Regions from separate parts of the Arachis hypogaea genome. Here region 1 is linked to region 2. Evidence: chromatin contacts called from public Hi-C data. All regions are on one chromosome and are shown on one strand. The core of a region is the stretch at or near the end of the contact, and the rest is flanking DNA. Distances in the headings are between cores, read along the strand shown.

Region 1 (4,603 bases), core at 1,953-4,452, 49 kb before region 2:
ATTAAATTTAACACAAATAATAAACAAAATAAGTGATATAAACAATAACATTATTATTAACTCACATCTTTTTTTTATGTATTAGAAAACATAATAAAAAAAATTTTATAATACTTTTTCTTCTCAATATGCTTCTTGTAAATAATCCTAAATCCTATCAAATAATTACTAACACTCCATAATTTAAAAATATTATATTAATAATTGTTAGTAAATCAATTTTACTTACGTACTAAAATTAGATATTATTAACTCTTTAATATGCTAATTGTTCATATCAAATTTAATTTTTAATAATATTAAATTGGTTTAAAATTTTTTAGAATTAAAATAAAATATTTAAACCTTTTAAAATTAAAATAAAATAATTAAAACGCTAAAAATTAAATTAAAATTTGATCCAAAAATTAAAATAATATACTCTATTATAAATAATCTATTATCTACATAACTATATATAGATAACTCATGATATATTTCCGACAAAAGCAGTCATCAAGGTATAGAAAGACAAACCATTAGCCACGTGGGCATGATCACATAGAGGATTATATTGTCTTCAACGTTGTTTTTGCTAATCATAGCTTTATTTATTGTTATATTTAATATATCTCTGTATATACGACTAGTCCCATTGGGAAGACAAATTTGTTATAATAAAATATAAAGTTGGTAGTGCAAAAAGGGTAAATCATAAACGGTTTTGTTGGTTTACCTACTATTTTTAGTGATTGAATCGGTATCTTATTTATTTATTTGCGTTTTTCTTTTCAGTAGTGATAACTTATTATGCCAATTCTTTTCCTTCGTGATATTTATTAGTGAAAAAAAAAAGGTTAAAAGAAGGAAAACATCTTATATAGGCTTGTAATAAGGACTACTGCGACTAGTCCCTTAGTTCTAAGTATGTTTCTGAAAATAAAAAAAAAGAAAAAAAAAAGAAGAAAAGAAAAAGCATGTTTTGAATTGAGGAGCTAGTTTAAAAATAAAATAATTAAGTTGGGCATTCTTATGTATTGCATTATAACATATATATATTATATAAAAAGAGAACTGCACTTTAATTTTCTCAAGAAATTAATCTTTGAACAAATGCAAGCAATAAACCTAATCTCAAAAATCAAATTTCTAAAAAATTTATAAGTATGAGACTTTTTTAATCTATGAACTAATTTTTGAAATTACGTTAAATTTATACTCAATTTCAATTCTAGCACAACATATTTTAATTATTTTTCATTTTGAAAAAGACCTAAAATTTCACTTATTTTACTGCTTTTATTAATACGGTTAATTCATGGGTCGTATATACTTCTTTAAGTAGATGATTAAAAAGAATGCATATTAAATATATTATTATTATTATTATTATTTAAGTATCTCTGTTTATATTTTTAAAATAAATACTTTTATAATATAGTATAAACACTTCCATAATTAAAATTTTTAGAGTTTAATTTGTATTATTCTTAAATAAAAAATATAGTAAAAACTAAAAACTGTATTTAAAAGTCTTATTTCCTAGCTATGCTTATTTAGAGGCCAATTTAACAATATGATTTATAAACCGAAGTGAAAATATTACTTCCAGTTAGGTTAAAAGACTTCTAAGTACGTATCCCCCCCCCCCCCCCCCCTTTTCCAAAAATAAATAAGACCAAAGAATTATATATATTTTAGAACAGACTTTAAAATCCTGTTTTAAATAGTCCAAACAAAATATTTATTACTATAATAATAATAATAATAATAATAATAATAATAATAATAATAATAATAATAATAATAATAAGTCTATAGTATGTGCCATATGTCCTTTCCGTACAGAACTTGTAATGTGATTTTTTTTAGCTTTTTTTTTAATCTTAATCTAATTTGTTTATTTAACATGTTAGACAAATTAGACCTCCTTTCTGTGTTAAAATTAAAAATTAAAAGGTTAAAATTCAAAGAAGCAAAAAAACTAAACCAACTCATTAGAAAGTACATCATATCAAAGAAATTAAAGATAACTATGATATTCATTTACAGATAGATGGATGAAAGATTATTTAATGTAATATTTCCGTACACCACTACTAAATTAGGGCAAAAAGCAAATCTGGAAGGAATTGATAATTAAAAAATTTTGATCTATATCATCATCAACAACAGAAATTAAAACTACTGTAGTAGACACACAAATATATATGAACCAAAAAATACAGGAAATAAAAAAACATATTAAATCATCATCCTTTTTATTATTGTGATAGTCCAAAATTCAACAACTAAGTTCATCATCTAATTCCCAAGCTATACCATCATCAAACTCAATAAATATTTCAAACCCTTAACAAATTAAAAGATCTGAAATTCATACATGCTTATAAATATACATAATATTGTTCATGATCTCACATTAACAACACCATATAGCACCTAATAGATTAATGATATATGAAATTAAACAAGTTAGAAAGAGATTAAACTACTAGAAATTAAAATTAGAGAAGTAGATGAAGTAAGAAAAAGAACAAGAAGCTTAGCTTGGAGTAGTGACAAATAGATACCCTTTCTCTTTAGTCCTAGATATGGAGTAGTGTTTTCTTTTCTTGGTTATTATTCTAGTCTTCATCATCATCACCCCCATAACTATTATATTTTTCAATAAGATTATTATTATTTCTATTAGTAGTATTAATAACCTTATTATGATTTTGATTATTAGCTTTTTCACATTCCAATTCCCTAAACTTATGCAAGTACCTTTTGAGTGGCTCAGCATAATCATCAAACCCTAGAGTAGCCAAGGCCCAACAAATATCATCACCATTAACGGTCTTGCGCTTCTCCTTGTGACACTTGTCAGAAGCTTCACCGGTCACAAAGCTTATGAACTCAGAAACACACTCTTGCATAGTCTCCTTTGCTTCCTTTGAGATCTTTGCATTTGTTGGAAGGATTTGCTTCATGATTCTCCCAACATTTGCAATTGGAAGCAACCGATCTTGCTCTTTGATAACCCCATAATCTTGATGATTATGATGATGAGAAGAAGAAGAAGAGATTCCACTTGAAGAAAATGTGATAGTATTGTTGTACTTAATATTAAAGGTTTGTGTTGATGAGACTATGTTATCACTCATTTTTTTTCTTTTTTTTTTTTTCCTAAAAGATGTGTGTGAGGGGTTTAGTTTAGTTTAGTCCTCTCAAACACAGACACGTTGCTCTAAGTGGTTGTCAAGTACTCAATTTGTATGCATATATATAGCTATATATAATTGAAGTTGGAGCCTTTCATATGCTTATGCAAAGTTTTCAATAAGTGTGTGTATGTGTATAATCAGCATTATTTTATAGGGTATAAAATATTCTCTCCCAATACTTTGGTTCAAATAATAGTTTGACATTAGTAGTTAAACAATATTTGTTATTGGTATATATGGTTGAGATATAACATAAATATAAAAATAAAATGATATAGAAGCATATTAAATAATGTTAAAGATCGATAATATTATATGATAATATTAAAAAAAATTGTTCTACCCTCCGAGAGATAAAGACAAATTAAAAAAAAAATTTTACGAGACAAATTAAAGCTGAATCATTAATCTAATTAAATTCTAAAGAAAAAATACCAAAAGTATGTAAGAAGTTTATAAACACTGACAAAAGTACTTATAAACTAAGAAAATTAATGATGTATTCATGAAAAAATGAGTTCTGTACGACAAAAGTATCCAAATCTTAATTTTTTATTAATTTTTTAATAAATTGTTAAACTACTCTACCCTAACCCCATCCTATCGTCACTCCCTCTCTTCTCACTCTTTCTCTCTCCTCACTCCTCCCTCTCTCAAAAATCTTCACAGAATCACAAAACTCTCCTCCTACTTCTTTATTGCTGTCCGCCACCCACCTTCTCCGTCACCGCCAATCTCCCTTTCTCTCACTCTTAAGTTAACTACAATACCTTTGTCGCACGCCTGTGACCCAACCTGAGGAGAACGTTACCGTGGCGTGGCCGTCCTAGCTGAGGAGAACGTTATCGTGGCGCGCCTGACCCAGCTGAGGAGAACACCATCGTCACACGCCTGAGAAGAGAAAGGGCGGGGTCGTGGTGCTGCTGCATGCAGAAAGAGAGCTCGGTAAAGAGAAATTGGAGAAGAAAAGAAGGCGGCACTGTGGATGGAAGTTCTGCTATCGACGATGTTATAGCCAAAAAAAATATTTTTTTAAAAATATTTTTTATTTTATTTTTCTTCTTTTCCAATATTGATTTAGTTACTAGCTACTAAAAATATACTTTTTAATTTTTTTTTTAAATTTGCTTATCTTTTTTATGAAAGCTGAGATTGATTTACAGAAAATCCGATTGATGGCTAATTTTGTTTTTGATTTTTGCTGAAATAAATTTCAAATTGGATGAATGGTTTTGTTGATTTTTGATGGTTGATGACTGTTTCTACTTCTGATTTTGCTAAAGTGAATTGAAATTGGATGAATGAATTTAAAAATTTTTATGTTTGATTAAGTTGGTTTGGATATGGATTGTAAACTTATAACTGAACCTGTTGAGATCCGATCCTCTACCACCATCACCACCATTGATTTCGAA
Region 2 (4,174 bases), core at 852-3,351:
CACTTCAATTTTCATATGAGCGGTAATAGCGATATTACTCATTGTACTGATAGCTTGGATGCGAGGTCGAAACTGTATGCCAATTTGGACTCTGGAAAAGAAGGAATGAAGCACTCGATGTCTATTTCAAATGAGAATTTACATCTGATGTCGAAGGAGAATCTTCTCATGATGACCTAATGTCCAACAATCTATATTGCTTGTCGGAGAGTGGAGAAAGGCATGCCCTTGGAGTAGTTGTAGAACTTGGTCTTGAGGATGTCGTGGGCGTGTCGGGGTTAGAGGTGATGTTATCGAAACGTGGAAGTGGATGCTTTTGGTGGGTGAAGTGCAAAGGAGGTGGATGTACCAATCACAAAGATTTAGGAAGTGTGTGGTCTATGACATATTGAGATAGATGTGACACGTGTGACATTTACATCATGGCTTAATCTTGGAGTTAAAAAGGAGGAAGAAAAAGATGGAAAAGAAAGCTGTGAAGGTGAAGGAGAGTATGAATGTTAGGGTTATGCGAGATATGATAAAAATTGGGGAAGAACAGTGTCGTTTTCGAATAAAGGGGTCAGGAATCATTTTATCCCTTGTTAGAGTTGTTAGGGACCATTTTGTCCTCTGTTAGAGTTGTCATTAACTATTTTATGCTTCGTTAGAGTTAACGGTGTAAAGGACCTAAGTGACTGATAGAATTAATTGTTAAGAACCAATCGAATAATTAATTTTAGTTGGAGACTAAAGTATCTAATCTAAAATTTTTTGAAGACGAAAATGAGTATATACTTTATTGTTAGTGCATGAGCCCAATAATTAAGAAATTCCAAATACATAAAATGTCTCAAAAAGACTCCAATATAAAACGGCTCAACAACAATCCAAGTTGGCCTGGTTCAAAGGGCGAAGCGGGTCGCCTACACACATTTGATCCATATTGAATCCTTTAAAGTCGATCTTCAACTCAAGACCAAAAAAAAAAAAAACAACTCGATCTTCAACTTGACTTGAAGAGCATGCCCAAAAACCGACATTCCGGATCTTGCGCATGCATGAAAAGTTGGAAGAGTATTTGTATGGGTACTAGAAAAAATCACTTTTAATCAAGTTGGATTTGTCTAGTGATTAGCTCATTAGTCCGCAGTAATTAGCTCATTAGTGATAATAAAATTAACTATTAATATATTTATTGATAATTAAATATTAACTCTTATATTTTATCGTTAAAAAGTTTTAATAAAAATTATACCATTATAAATAAAAACTTCTTTAATTATTATAAAAATAGGGTAAAGTATATTTTTTGTCCCTGAAGTTTGACAAAAGTTTCAAAAATACCCCTAAGTTTTATTTTGTTTCAATTTTGTCCTAGAAGTTTTCGATTTGCATCAAATATACCCTTAGCAGCTAATTTTTCAAAAAATTTAAGACCAATTCAACAACAATTTCATAAGAACAACCCTCAACACAAGCAAATCAAGCATCATTTTCATGCATTATTATTAGATTGGTCTTAATTTTTTTGAAAATTTAACCGTCGGGGGTATATTTGATGCAAATCGAAAACTTTTGGGACAAAATTGAAACAAAATAAAACTTAAGGGTATTTTTGAAACTTTTGCCAAACTTCAGGGAGAAAAAGTATACTTTACCCATAAAAATATAAATTAAATAAAAAATATAATGATCATTATATTATTATCACAAAAAAATTATCACTAAAAATAATTTTGTTATAGTGTACGATGTTAAATCGCCCAGATAGTAAAAGAGAGTAACCGCTATACGACTTGCAGCAAAGCCCTCTACTATAAATATCATACTAACTCATGTAATTTGGATCCTTTTTTCTTTTGAACTACAGTCTGCTAAAATACATGTTGACTTTAACATTGGAGTCATTTATAAATATCTCTCAACCGCCATTTCAAGAGTTCAAGAAAAAGAACCTTTTAAAAATTTGAGCTCTGCAATAATAATAACTAGCTTTTAATAGTGAAGGTCTCCTAAGACCTTTTAGTTCATTACAAAAAGCAGACAGCCCCTCTCCATTTGCCTTACTGTTGGGAAAGGATATATAACTATTTTTTATTTTTTTGTATTAGAAGGTGCATAAAGCCCAGAAGAAATACAAAGATATCCTAACCAAACACATCCTTAGGGTATTTTCTTTTTATGATCAACCTAAGTGTAATTTTTTTTTTGGTATTAGAGTGTAATTTATTTTGGTATTTTGGGTCTAAGATGCCCATTAGTTTTTGGACATGAGTTTTTGGAACTTTCAAATGTGTATAGAAATGCCTACGTCTCAAATTGTGAGGCCCAATATTGTAACGCTATTTGGGTCCCTTTGAAAAAATGATAAGTGGATAAATAAGTTGGGCTTATTCTTTAATGAAGTTATCATTTCTAACCCACCACACCGAAAAAAAAAAACCCCACAACTCTCTATTATTTAGTTTATTTATTTTTATATAATTAAATATGGTGTGGAATCTTTTAGTATTTTTAATTGACTGTATATATGAGTTTGTTAAACTAATCATTATAATAGTATAATTGTTTTTCATCAAAACCTTATTAAATGTGCTAGATTGTTTTTATATTTATTTTTTAATAAAAATGGATATGAAAACAATTACTTAGGTTTTTTTTAATTTGTCAAATTCTTTTAAAAATGATTATTCCAAATTTTTATATGAATAAAACTTAATTATCTAATGAGAGTTTATGCTTAACATTTTTATATGATTAAAACTTAATTAGGAAGGAAAATACAGACCTAAATAGCATTAGTAAGTTAATTGTTTGTCTTGCAGTCAACCTTTTACACGGGGATGGTCAACCTTTTTTGGGTTGTTAACACTTAACAACTTATTAGTCAATCTTTAATATACCCATGATATTATTAAGTAACTATTTTTACTAGAAGGAATTAAAGAATGAAACTATGACTTTGTGAATTGAAATCTATTTTTTGTGGTGCAGCGGATTTTATTTTAATTTTTTCCTGTGTCCTAGTTGGATGGACCAGATCATGAAAATTGACTTTTATTTGGTGGACGTCGTTGTGTGACTTCAAAGTATTTGAAGGAATTGTTTTTATTTTATTTTCTTTCGATCAATAGTTCGATACAACTTTAAACATTCTGAAATTAAATAACATTGCAGCAAAGCTTATACTTATTCTTGTTTATATACTATTAGATTAATAAGCACCAAATGATTATCAAAGAAAATATGTTCAATATACCAAAACTCAATTCTTATATATTTGTATATTAAAAAATTATTTCATTAGCCAAAATCAGTTATATTAGTGGTAGAAGAACATCGTTACTTAAAGAAAATATTCTTTTTTTTTTTTTAACACTACACAATATACATTCACTCACACACTATTATTACTACAGATTCTATTTTTCTCACGAAAAATTCGAATATATATGCAATTCCTAATGAGGATTTCAAGGTATCGATTGCTTATCTTAACATAAAAAAAATAATAAAATAGATATTCAATCATTGTTTATCAATTTAATAAGTCGCTCCAATAAATATCTTATTTTATTATTTTTACCAAAAATAATAAAATAAACTAAAATTATTTTTTTAAATATATTACATAAATAAATTTTATTTACATAATGAGAAAGTCAATTATAGTAACTAATTTGTCTATGTATGATTTTTTTTTAGATAAATTCGACCCAAAATTAAGGAGAGATAATTCACATTTAACAATATTATCAAGAATAAACACAAATTAAATAAAATACATATTACATTAAAATTATTTAAAAAACAAACAACCAAAACATAAATAGACCTTCAAACAAATAAACGATAAATAAAATTACATGACAAAATACGAATAAATCTCTTTAGCACTTTAAATATTGTGTTTATCTTATTTTAATTTTCTCTCAAATAATTTTTTAAAGAGCCTAACAGCAAAAACAATACAAATATCCAACATAAGAATAATATAAAAGCACTCACAATATAATATAGCAACAACTATATCAAACAAATATAGTAAGTAAAGAAATAACAAGAACACATCGAGATTTTAACGTGGAAAATCCCCCTCAACGTGAGAGGTAAAAATCACAGGTCATCCAGACCAATGAAATAGCTCCACTATAATCAAATGAGGTACAAGAGAATTTCAAACAAAGCACAA

What was found. A called contact is a pair of places that touch in the nucleus more often than the background predicts.
Region 1: a Hi-C map of an unstated tissue shows a contact between it and region 2, with 4 times the contacts expected there. The contact joins the promoter of LOC112755717 here to the enhancer-like site in region 2. A contact is called at or near these places in 3 of 8 Hi-C or Micro-C datasets (leaf and an unstated tissue).

What each region holds. Positions count from the first base shown.
Region 1 is chr2:98,956,968-98,961,570 of arahy.Tifrunner.gnm2.J5K5, reverse strand. It overlaps LOC112755717 (nuclear transcription factor Y subunit B-8-like), which reads right to left and starts at 3,202. Exons shown (of 3, transcript XR_003179068.2): 1 at 2,749-3,202.
Region 2 is chr2:98,907,363-98,911,536 of arahy.Tifrunner.gnm2.J5K5, reverse strand. No RefSeq gene overlaps it. Among protein-coding and RNA genes, the nearest start is that of LOC112755707, 22 kb to the right of the region's middle. Within about 2 kb of position 2,101, at least 3 of the 3 cell types and tissues checked have open chromatin away from gene starts, as enhancers often do.